2 separate regions of the Gossypium hirsutum genome follow, and region 2 is linked to region 1. The links are chromatin contacts, called in public Hi-C maps. All regions are on one chromosome and are shown on one strand. The core of a region is the stretch at or near the end of the contact, and the rest is flanking DNA. Distances in the headings are between cores, read along the strand shown.

The links. A called contact is a pair of places that touch in the nucleus more often than the background predicts.
Region 2: a contact with region 1 is called in a Hi-C map of leaf, with 2.3 times the contacts expected there. The contact joins the enhancer-like site here to the promoter of LOC107957434 in region 1. A contact is called at or near these places in 4 of 34 Hi-C or Micro-C datasets (all in leaf).

Annotation. Positions count from the first base shown.
Region 1 is chrD11:23,144,261-23,148,619 of Gossypium_hirsutum_v2.1, reverse strand. LOC107957434 (probable galacturonosyltransferase-like 1) reads right to left here and starts at 2,305. Exons shown (of 2, transcript XM_041106521.1): 1 at 1,056-2,305; 2 at 697-922. The coding sequence starts at 2,118. The coding sequence ends at 1,063.
Region 2 is chrD11:23,223,115-23,228,106 of Gossypium_hirsutum_v2.1, reverse strand. No RefSeq gene overlaps it. Among protein-coding and RNA genes, the nearest start is that of LOC121223938, 21 kb to the right of the region's middle. Within about 2 kb of position 3,221, at least 2 of the 9 cell types and tissues checked have an H3K27ac peak or open chromatin away from gene starts, as enhancers often do. A contact at or near this core is called in leaf, where this site is marked.

The DNA of each region.
Region 1 (4,359 bases), core at 1,056-3,555:
TAATAAATGAAAACATCATTATTATTTTCGTGAAATTTATTTAATTGAACTGCAAACTAATATAAATTAGTTGAATTGAACTAAAAACTTAATTGAATTGATAGATATTGATCTAATGAATTTTAAATAATTTATTTAATAGAATGGTTCATACCAACGAATCCACCAAGATATTAGTCCAAAGAAAAATTTTAGAACAATTGAACTGCAATTGATTAAACTATGCTAAAAACCTAATTGAACTGATAGATTTGATTGTGAAAACCTTAAGCAATTTTACTATTGGAATAGCTAGATTTACTGATATATATATATTCAAGGATATAGAGATTATAAGTACAAATAGAGATTATTTAAAAAGAATAAAGAAAATGTAATTAAATGGGAAAAGTAAAGCTAGCTGGTCCATCAAATATCAATCTCAAGAATTTAGTCAAAGTATGAAAGGTACATGTCTAGCTTTGGCAGGACAGTAACAACCCCCAAAAGTAAAGGAGGGAAATTAGAAAATAAAGAACCATAAATAATAAAAGTTAGAATAGTAAATTATTTGTACCCATTACCATGTATCCCATGATAAAGCTTCCTCTTCAAATTTAGAAACTGCAAGAATTATATAGGTAGTAAACAAACTGGGCACTGTTAGAAAATGGAAACCAATTACTGAACATGTATATTGTCTTCAACAACCTCATCACTTTAACAATCAAGCAGCAATTGAAATTAAAAAGAGAAGATGAACATAAAATTTGAAACCAATTTATTCTTCTTGATCTATAGCTGTAGTTGTTATATATACTGTTTTCAATTACATAGATGGAAAAGAAAACAAAAAGTAGATTAATGTAGTAAGATTGTTAAAGCTCTGTTGTATAATCTATGAACATTGAACACCTCCCCCCCCCCCAACATTTGCCACCATCTGCAAGAGAGAAACATCTTAATTTTACACTCAAATCTATGTTGTGTGTATGTTCTATGGCCTCATCCAACTAAAAATCTCAGGCCTAGATATGAAAACATAGAGTAATCATATATAAAAATAATTAAGATACCAAAATTTTAGGACTCCAAGGCAAATGGTGTTTGCAGCAGATCATACGGAGCCCATAAAGCATCCAAAGGACAAGGTCTGTTTGCATCTAATCTCACCCATGGCTTCCCTTTCCCACTCCAATGCAGTAAGCTAACTGGACCAGGATGCAAATTTCTACACAATCCTCTATAGTTATCTCCTCCGAGGCCATGTTGGTTCCATCGATGATCAACTGGAGCTATATTCCCTGCAAAGACGAGTAAAAACGGTGGCAAAGACCCTAACTCATAGATCCTCATTCTCTTTTGAAGCTCCATCCATTCTATAATCTTGGTAGTGTAATCTCCTTGTCGCCATCTTTGCAAATCTATCACCATTACCCCAGTGTTGAAATAACAGGCTTTGCGTCCGGCAAATGTTAGAGATAACGTTGGGTTTGACCAGAAGGTTGGGGTGAAGTAGGAAGTGAAGTTGGCGTTGCAATACTCCGGTGCAGCTAAAACCGAGCGGTCTCCGAGCGGCGTCGCGGCGAGTTTAGCAATGTCGTCGACGAGGACGAGGTCTGAGTCTAAGTAAACGACTCGGCTGAGACACGGTGGGAGGAGGTTGGCGAGGTAGTTGCGGGCATAGTTTAGAGGGCAGTCAAGCGCCGAGCGGATGGAGGTGGAAATGAGTCCCGACACCTTGGAGGAGTCGTATGGGTAGATTTGGAACTTGAGGGAAGGGAAAGAGCGGGAGATAGTGAGGCGGAGGTGTTGGTGGTTGGCTGTGGAGGAGGGGATGAAGTGGAAGCGGATGTTTTGAGGGCAAGAAGAGTGCTGGAGGACGGAGAGAATGGCAGCCATTGACCCACGTAAGTAGGCAGCGTCTAGGGTCATTGCAACATGGACAGCTTGGTGGGAGCACATTTCATTGGTGTCCAAGGAAGGGCAAGCGGGAGAGTTGTAAAACTGTGGAGCTTCTTTGAATATTTGATAATTAGTGGTAGTGGCGGAGGCAGGGGCAGAATTGGTGGCAGTGATGAGGAGGAAGAGGAGGAGAAGAAGGTGGTGTCGGTGGAGGTGACCATGTGGTTCAGGCATTTTGTTGGAGGGAATCCAAGAGGATATCGGAAATTAAGAAAGGGCTATAAAGTGTTTAGACTACGTTTATTAACCCTTTTAAGAGTGGGGGCGGGGACGGATCCTTGGTTCCCACGGTGCCAAAAAAGGGGTGCTGCAGCCACCCAAAGTAAAAGGTTTTTGAAACAACTCAAACTCTCAAGTCTTTGGCTTCACATTTGCTTGTTGCAAAATGTTTTCCCTTTTTATAAAGAAAAAGATCGCATATTGAAAATGAAGCAACATATATTTAAATTTTAAATCTTAAAAATAATCATATGAATCTATTAAATTAATTAAAACCATATATTTACCTTCTTCTTTAATGCTCCTTGTATTGATTGACATAATTACAAAATTGCAGTCAAGTCAGTTGGTGATTTATATGGTAATAGGGTTTAATGAGTACAAATATGGTAGCAAATCAGGTCATTACGACATAGTTTCCGTTTTATGGTAAGATATGGAATGTCTTTCATTCAAGATTTGCTAATTAAACATGGTAAGGTTGGGAAAGAAAATACGTTAAAACTAGCCTTTTTACTGTATCTAGAACCCATTATGTAAACATTCTTTCTCCAATTTTCTTGGTTTTCATTCTTTTTCACCATATAAAAAAAAATAGACAAAAAGGGCGGATTGTAGTTAACTTGAATTTACAATGACGTATTATCAACGATCTAGTTGAGCCATCCACGTCTAGGAAAGCCCTAGCACAAGAGTTTTTGCCTTCAATCTAAGGATTTGCATGTTCAGCGTAACCAAAAAAAAAAACATTAAAAATAGTATTATTTTATTCTTTTGGTCTCTAATTTGATCCACATATTCCGTGAAAAATTAAATGCAGAAGCTTACCGGTGTCCTAAAGTTAAAAATGCAGTAAAGCTAAATAATATTATCAAGGCAACGTCGTCCCAGTCCAGGTGGCTGCAATATGTGGGTCCATAGAGTGCCACCTAAGCAAGTCATAGGTAATCATTAAAGACAAAACGGAAGTTCACTTTTGTTAGGAGATAGGGACATGGAAACCAAGAAATTGGTGGGAAATGCTTCTCTTAACTAGACATTTTGCCTTCCCTCTCACTCTCACCTTATCTAACTTCTTGTGTTGTATCACGAATATGTGACCTAACCAGGGCTCCAGCCTTCCATAATTACTAAAACCGTCCACTTCTATTTTATTCTTTTTTGAAAATTACATGCCCATATTCACCATGTTCCATAATAATATCTCCCTTTTTCTTGTATCACATAATATAATGTTATAAAAGCCATCGTTTGTCATATTCGCAAGAATCCAATAAGTCTTTCCAAGTGTTGATTATTATTTTCTATTATTTCATACATCTTTGATATTTTTAAAGTATAATTGCAATTTAGAGATAAAATGAGTTATACAAAACTTGTAACTTGATTTTCTTGGCCAACATAAAGCTTCTTACCTAATTGGTCTTAATTTATATTATACGCTTACAAGATTAACATGAAAAGGAAGATAACACAGTATATGGGTAGCTACTTTCGAATTCCATTGTACTCAAATAAGTTAGTTGCCCTTAGTTATTAAAACAAAAGGATGTGAGTGGGACATGCATGGTTCCCTCTTTCATTAATAGAGTTTACACGAAGCAATTAATATATAAACCGAAGGCAAAGCTTTGCATGTGCTATACACATGACAAACCCCCCTATTTCTCTCTACACGATGACCCCAGCCTTCTTAATTAAACACCCCTCTTCTTTATTTTCTTTGATTAGATCCCCTTCGAATTTCCTCTCTGGATCTTTGATATAAAAAGGAAAAAAAAAAAGTTGAACCTCATGCAATCATGCTACCCTTTTCAACCGACATTGACAACCTTCTGCTGTCGGCACTGCCATCTCTCACCCCTTTATTTTGAAAATTAAGTTTCGAATCTTACTTTTTTTTTTCTTTAAAATAAATAAAGAAATTACGACTAAATCGTTAAATATGGAATCAAATGTTTCGACCTAAGCCACACGGTTTAGCCCCACAATGTGAAGATGATAGTTGAAAAAGGAGTAAAAGGGGTCAGCTTCAAGCGGCAATCCCCATAGTTTCACTCACTCTCAACTCTCAAACTAAGATTTGTCTTCGTAAAGTTAGGTTTGGTATAATATTTTCATATATTTTACCGGCACATAATTTGTATTTAAATAACATTAACGAGTGCCAATACGCAGGTTTCTATCTACAAAGTT
Region 2 (4,992 bases), core at 1,972-4,471, 79 kb before region 1:
GAATAATGATTTATTTGGTCCTCCAATTTTATAAAATAGAGTTATTTTAACACTTTATTTAATTTTTTTTACTTCTTTTAGCCCTTAAACTTGCATTGTTTGTCAAATCACCCCAAAATGGATGAAAAATTTAACATCTGTTAGCTTTGCTAATGTGGCATCGCATGCCACATCAGCAATTAATTTATTTTTTAAAATTTTAAAAAATTCAAAATTTTTATAATAAATATTTATAATATTTTTCATTACTAAAAAATTAATTAGTTGCTAACTTAGCATACACGTGGATGTTGTTGGAACATTTTCAACAATATTTATAGTGTTCCAATAACTATAAATGAAATGATGTAATTAATCAAAAGTTAAATCTTTTTATTATTGGTCAAGAATCATATTATTTGAATAGTTATAATATTAAATGAATAATTATGTATATTTTTAAAGATATTATTATTCAGAAAAGACAGCTATTGAAAGATGTCTCTATGAAGAGACATAAGAATTCCTATAAACAGGAAAACATGAATGAGATTTCATTTGGAAATCGCACCAATAAATTCTAAAATTCTTTATTTCCTTCATTTTCTAATATTATTAGATTATTCTATAAAGTATTATTGTATAAATCCTTTGTAGAAATTGAGTTTCTAGTTATTCATTGCTTAGTGTTTAGTGGATTATTCTCGTCATTGCAAAACGCAAATAGTTATTGCCTTCATTGTATCCTCGAGGTTAATTTACTTGAAACTCTTTTGCACACCGAATATAGGTGGAGGCAAATATAACTTTAAAAATAGTGGTTTGATACACGCCTTGGAGCCTTGTCCTATTTCTTCATTTGCTGTTCAAGTTTCGTTCGTGTGTTCGAAATTTTTTCTTACCGGAGTTTTGTACTAAGAGATGTCATGTCAACAAAGTTAATAGACATTAATTTTTCCATCCATTTTGGAGTGGTTCGACAAATAATGCAAGTTTAATGGTTAAAAGAAACGAAAAATTAAGTGGATGACTAAAATAACTTTTTTTTGAAGTTAGAGGATTAAATAAATCATTATATGTAGCTGAGGTTAGTTAGAAAATGTTTTGAAAACATTGAAATTTTAAATTTAAATAAATTTGATACTCTTTATATATAATTGAGTAAGCATTTTGCTTATAGAATGAGAATCATCAATATTAACCATTAGGCTATTTTCTAATTTTAAAGTACCAGAAACTATATTCTTATCAATAACATATATTTCTTCTTCTTCTTCTTAAAAGTTTCTCTAAAGTTTGTCATGTCAGTTTAACAACACTTTCCGTTCCAGTGTCAACAAGGCATCGGGCTGCCTATTACAACTCAACAAAAAAGAAGAGTCTACAACCCAACAGTTTGGGTTTGCATGGCCTTATGTATTACAGGCCAACTCCAGTTAATATTTTCAAGCTTCTGTTTTTGGATCTTATGGATGGCCCTTCCAATTACACATCCCTGAAATGGGGTTTTCTACTTGAGATTATTTTTTATACATAACCTGTCATGGATAATTTGTTTTCACGATTAGCTTTATTAACTTGTTTTTTAATTCTCTCTAAATAAAATTAGAAATTTTATTATATATTTAGGTAGAAATAAGGTATTTAGAAGATATATATATATAAGAATATAAAAAGATGAAAACATTCACATATCATATAACTTAATTTGCAAATAAAATGGGGTTTTAGTAATTTTCTAACTGAGTTGGGATCTAGTTGATGGATGAGATAAAATTAGTAAAAAAACTTAATAAATAGTATATATAGATATACAAATATATAACTTATTAGAGTTTCAAATGAAAATTAGAAATTATTTTAATTCAAATGATAAATAAATAAATAAATTTTATATACATAATATTCTTGATTCAAATCGCATCATGGATATATTTTTATTGATTTATAAAAAGATTAAAACACGCGTCATATAATTTACTTTACAAATAAAAATTTAGATTTCATTAAAATGTTTGATAATGTAGTTTTTTTTTTTCACTCAAATGCTTCATTATGTAGTCTAAATTGGTATGGCTAATACTCCCAGGTCCCAAGCCAATAAGCCCCCGGGGGTACTGTTCTCCTTGAATTAGATATAATTTTGTTCAGAGAGATTTAACTGATCCTAAGCTGTAGGACCTCTTGGGCTTATCTTAGTGAACATGGTTTGAGAGTGATTATATAGTGATCACCTCACCTAGTTGATTTTGAGTAGATGACCGTTGTTCAGGTGCTTCATTAGACCTTAATATCGCCACACGATGGCCAAAGTGACTTCGCCATTTATAGAATTCAACATGGTCCCAGATAAAGCAGAAAACAAAGAAAAAAAAATCTTGGAGATTATACAGAATCAAACTATACTACTTAAATTGTAGGAAATCTACAGTTTTCTTAACTTTTTTTTCCCTCTTTGGTGGATGTGGATAGAACTCTGAACACTTATTATGAATGTATAATTTCATAAACCGCTTGTTTCCAGATTCACCATTCAAACTACATCAACTTTAACCACGCAAACCAGCAACATTTTGAAGCAGGCTTTGACAGAGGATGAACCAGGGAATTTGGGTTTAGATTTTTTAACCTCTTCTGATCCCACTGTTTGCTTATTATTCCAATGATGAATCCGGCTGTACTTAATCTGCTTCTCCTTCCACCACTTGTTTGCTACAATTCCTTTCTCTTTCTTCTTATTGGTGGTCATCGTCAAGGGATAACTTCTTAAGTACTTTTGCCTCATCAGATACCTTTCATTGCTGCATATTCTGCGTAGTTTGGTAGGGTTTTGTAAGTGGCTACAGCTATCTAAACACCCTAAGCTACTCTCCATTTCTGTATTTTGTTTATGATGCTATTATCCTGCGGTAAGCATAAAGCTGTTCTTGATGTTTCTTTTGAAAGGGATTTGGATGTTATATAATTTGCATTTGGTAATCTTAACATAGGTAATGGGGCGTTAAGGACTCTGAAATTAAGGTTTCGCACTTATAAATATGGAGGAAACTGTTTACCTGGCCGGGTCTTGATAGGAAATATGAATAAATAAATGACGAAATAAATAGGTTTGATTTCGTTTTGTTTTTTTTTTTTTTTGTAAATTTAAACGTCGGGGGTTTCTCTCAATTATACAGAAATAAATGGTTATTAATGACTTTTCATTAGGCTATAATAACTTCACTGATGAAAAAAAATGGATACACGAAGGTTATGGCCAAGGGCCCATGGCTTAAAAGCGACAAAACAACACGAGTGGGTAGAGTTGACCTGGACTGCAGCCCAAAATTTTTTTTACAAAAAGTCAATCTAGGCTTATTTTTGGACCCGCGAAATTATGTATGTGAACTTTTTTAAATCGGATTAGTGATTGAATCGACCAAATGAATGATTCAATGGTTCGATCGATTTGATTAAAGATTTATTAAAAATTAAAAAGAAATTAAAATTTTTAAAAATACTTGGTTCTTAGCTAGTTCAACCACTGATTCAAACAGTTTTTAGTCGATTCAATCGGTTCGTAGTCTAATAGATTTAAAGTCACTCTCCAGACTGATACTCCGATCGATTCGCAATTCAATTCAATTCAAACAACATTGTTGTAAACTAGTTTTAATGTTAACTAATAATAATATCTTTTCATTTTTATATTTTTTATATTTTTATAATTCAAATCAAGTTGGGCTAGCTGCATGGCCATGAATAAATGTAGTTAAAACTAGTAAGACATTGACTTAACAGACTAAGGAGAATTTTAAAATTTTAAGTTTGAGTTTTATCATGTGTAAACATTATATTTGAGTTCTCAGTTTAGATTTTCTTTAGTACAATGATAATTCGAATTCAAGTTATTCTTATGATAAATGAATACCCAACCAATAAACTACAAATTTAGGTCCTTCTCAATTTAGATTTTATTCTTAAGTATCACTATGTGTGGGCCTTGTTGGGATATTATTTCAATTATTAATTTAACCGTGTTTTGTGTTAGCTAATTTTGACAATAGATATTTAGATATGTATTTTGCACTTCCAATTATGATTATACTTATTGTGACACCCCTAATTTGACCCTAGTCGAAAAGTGGTTTCGGGACCACAAAATCGAGTCATAAAAATAATTAGCCATCATATTTTATGACTATTATATGTGAATACGAATGTGTGAAAGTTTTAAGCTTTGATTTAGTAAATTGCATGTGAATTTAGTCAATAGGACTTATGTGTGACACTTTTGAAATGTGATAGGTCAAAACATAAGGATCTATTAGTGCATGAAATAAAAAGGGTGGACTTGCATGTCAATTTCCCCCCTAATTAGTAGTGGCCGGCCATGAGCATGAGAGTGGACAAAATGTTATGGGGTGAAACATGTTGGAAACATGTTGTGTTAGTGTGTTATGGGAGAAAGAATATAATAAAAGTTAATGAAATAAATGAAAAAACATGTTTGAGGTGAAAATAACAAGGCCATTTTCTTCTTCTTCTTGCCGTGAGTTGAGAAAGAAAATAGAAACCTTTGAGCTTAGGGCATTCGGCAAAAGAAGGCTTCAAATAAGGTAAGGTTCATGTTATTTTCTTTGAAAAGTTGTGAATTTTGGTTGGTTTTGAAGCTTGCAACAAGACCCATGTGAAAATTTTTGTGTTCATGAAGCATGTAGCAATCGGTCATGAGCTTAATGGGGTATATTTTGTATGTTTGATGATTTTGGGAGGATAATTGATTCTAGTTGAGTATGAACAAACTAAATGTGCTTGATGGCTCAAATGAGCTTGGAAAGTTGGCCAATGTTGTTTAAATTCATGAATTAGGGCATAATTTCATTCGGCCATGGAAATTGAGCATGGAAAAAAAATCTGGTGTGGGATATATGAAGCTGAAAATTTAGTTTGAAGTGTGGTAATTGTGTTAAAGATGAACATTAAACCTTAAAGCATGATTTAGTTTAACCAAGGGAGAACTTGTATATTTGT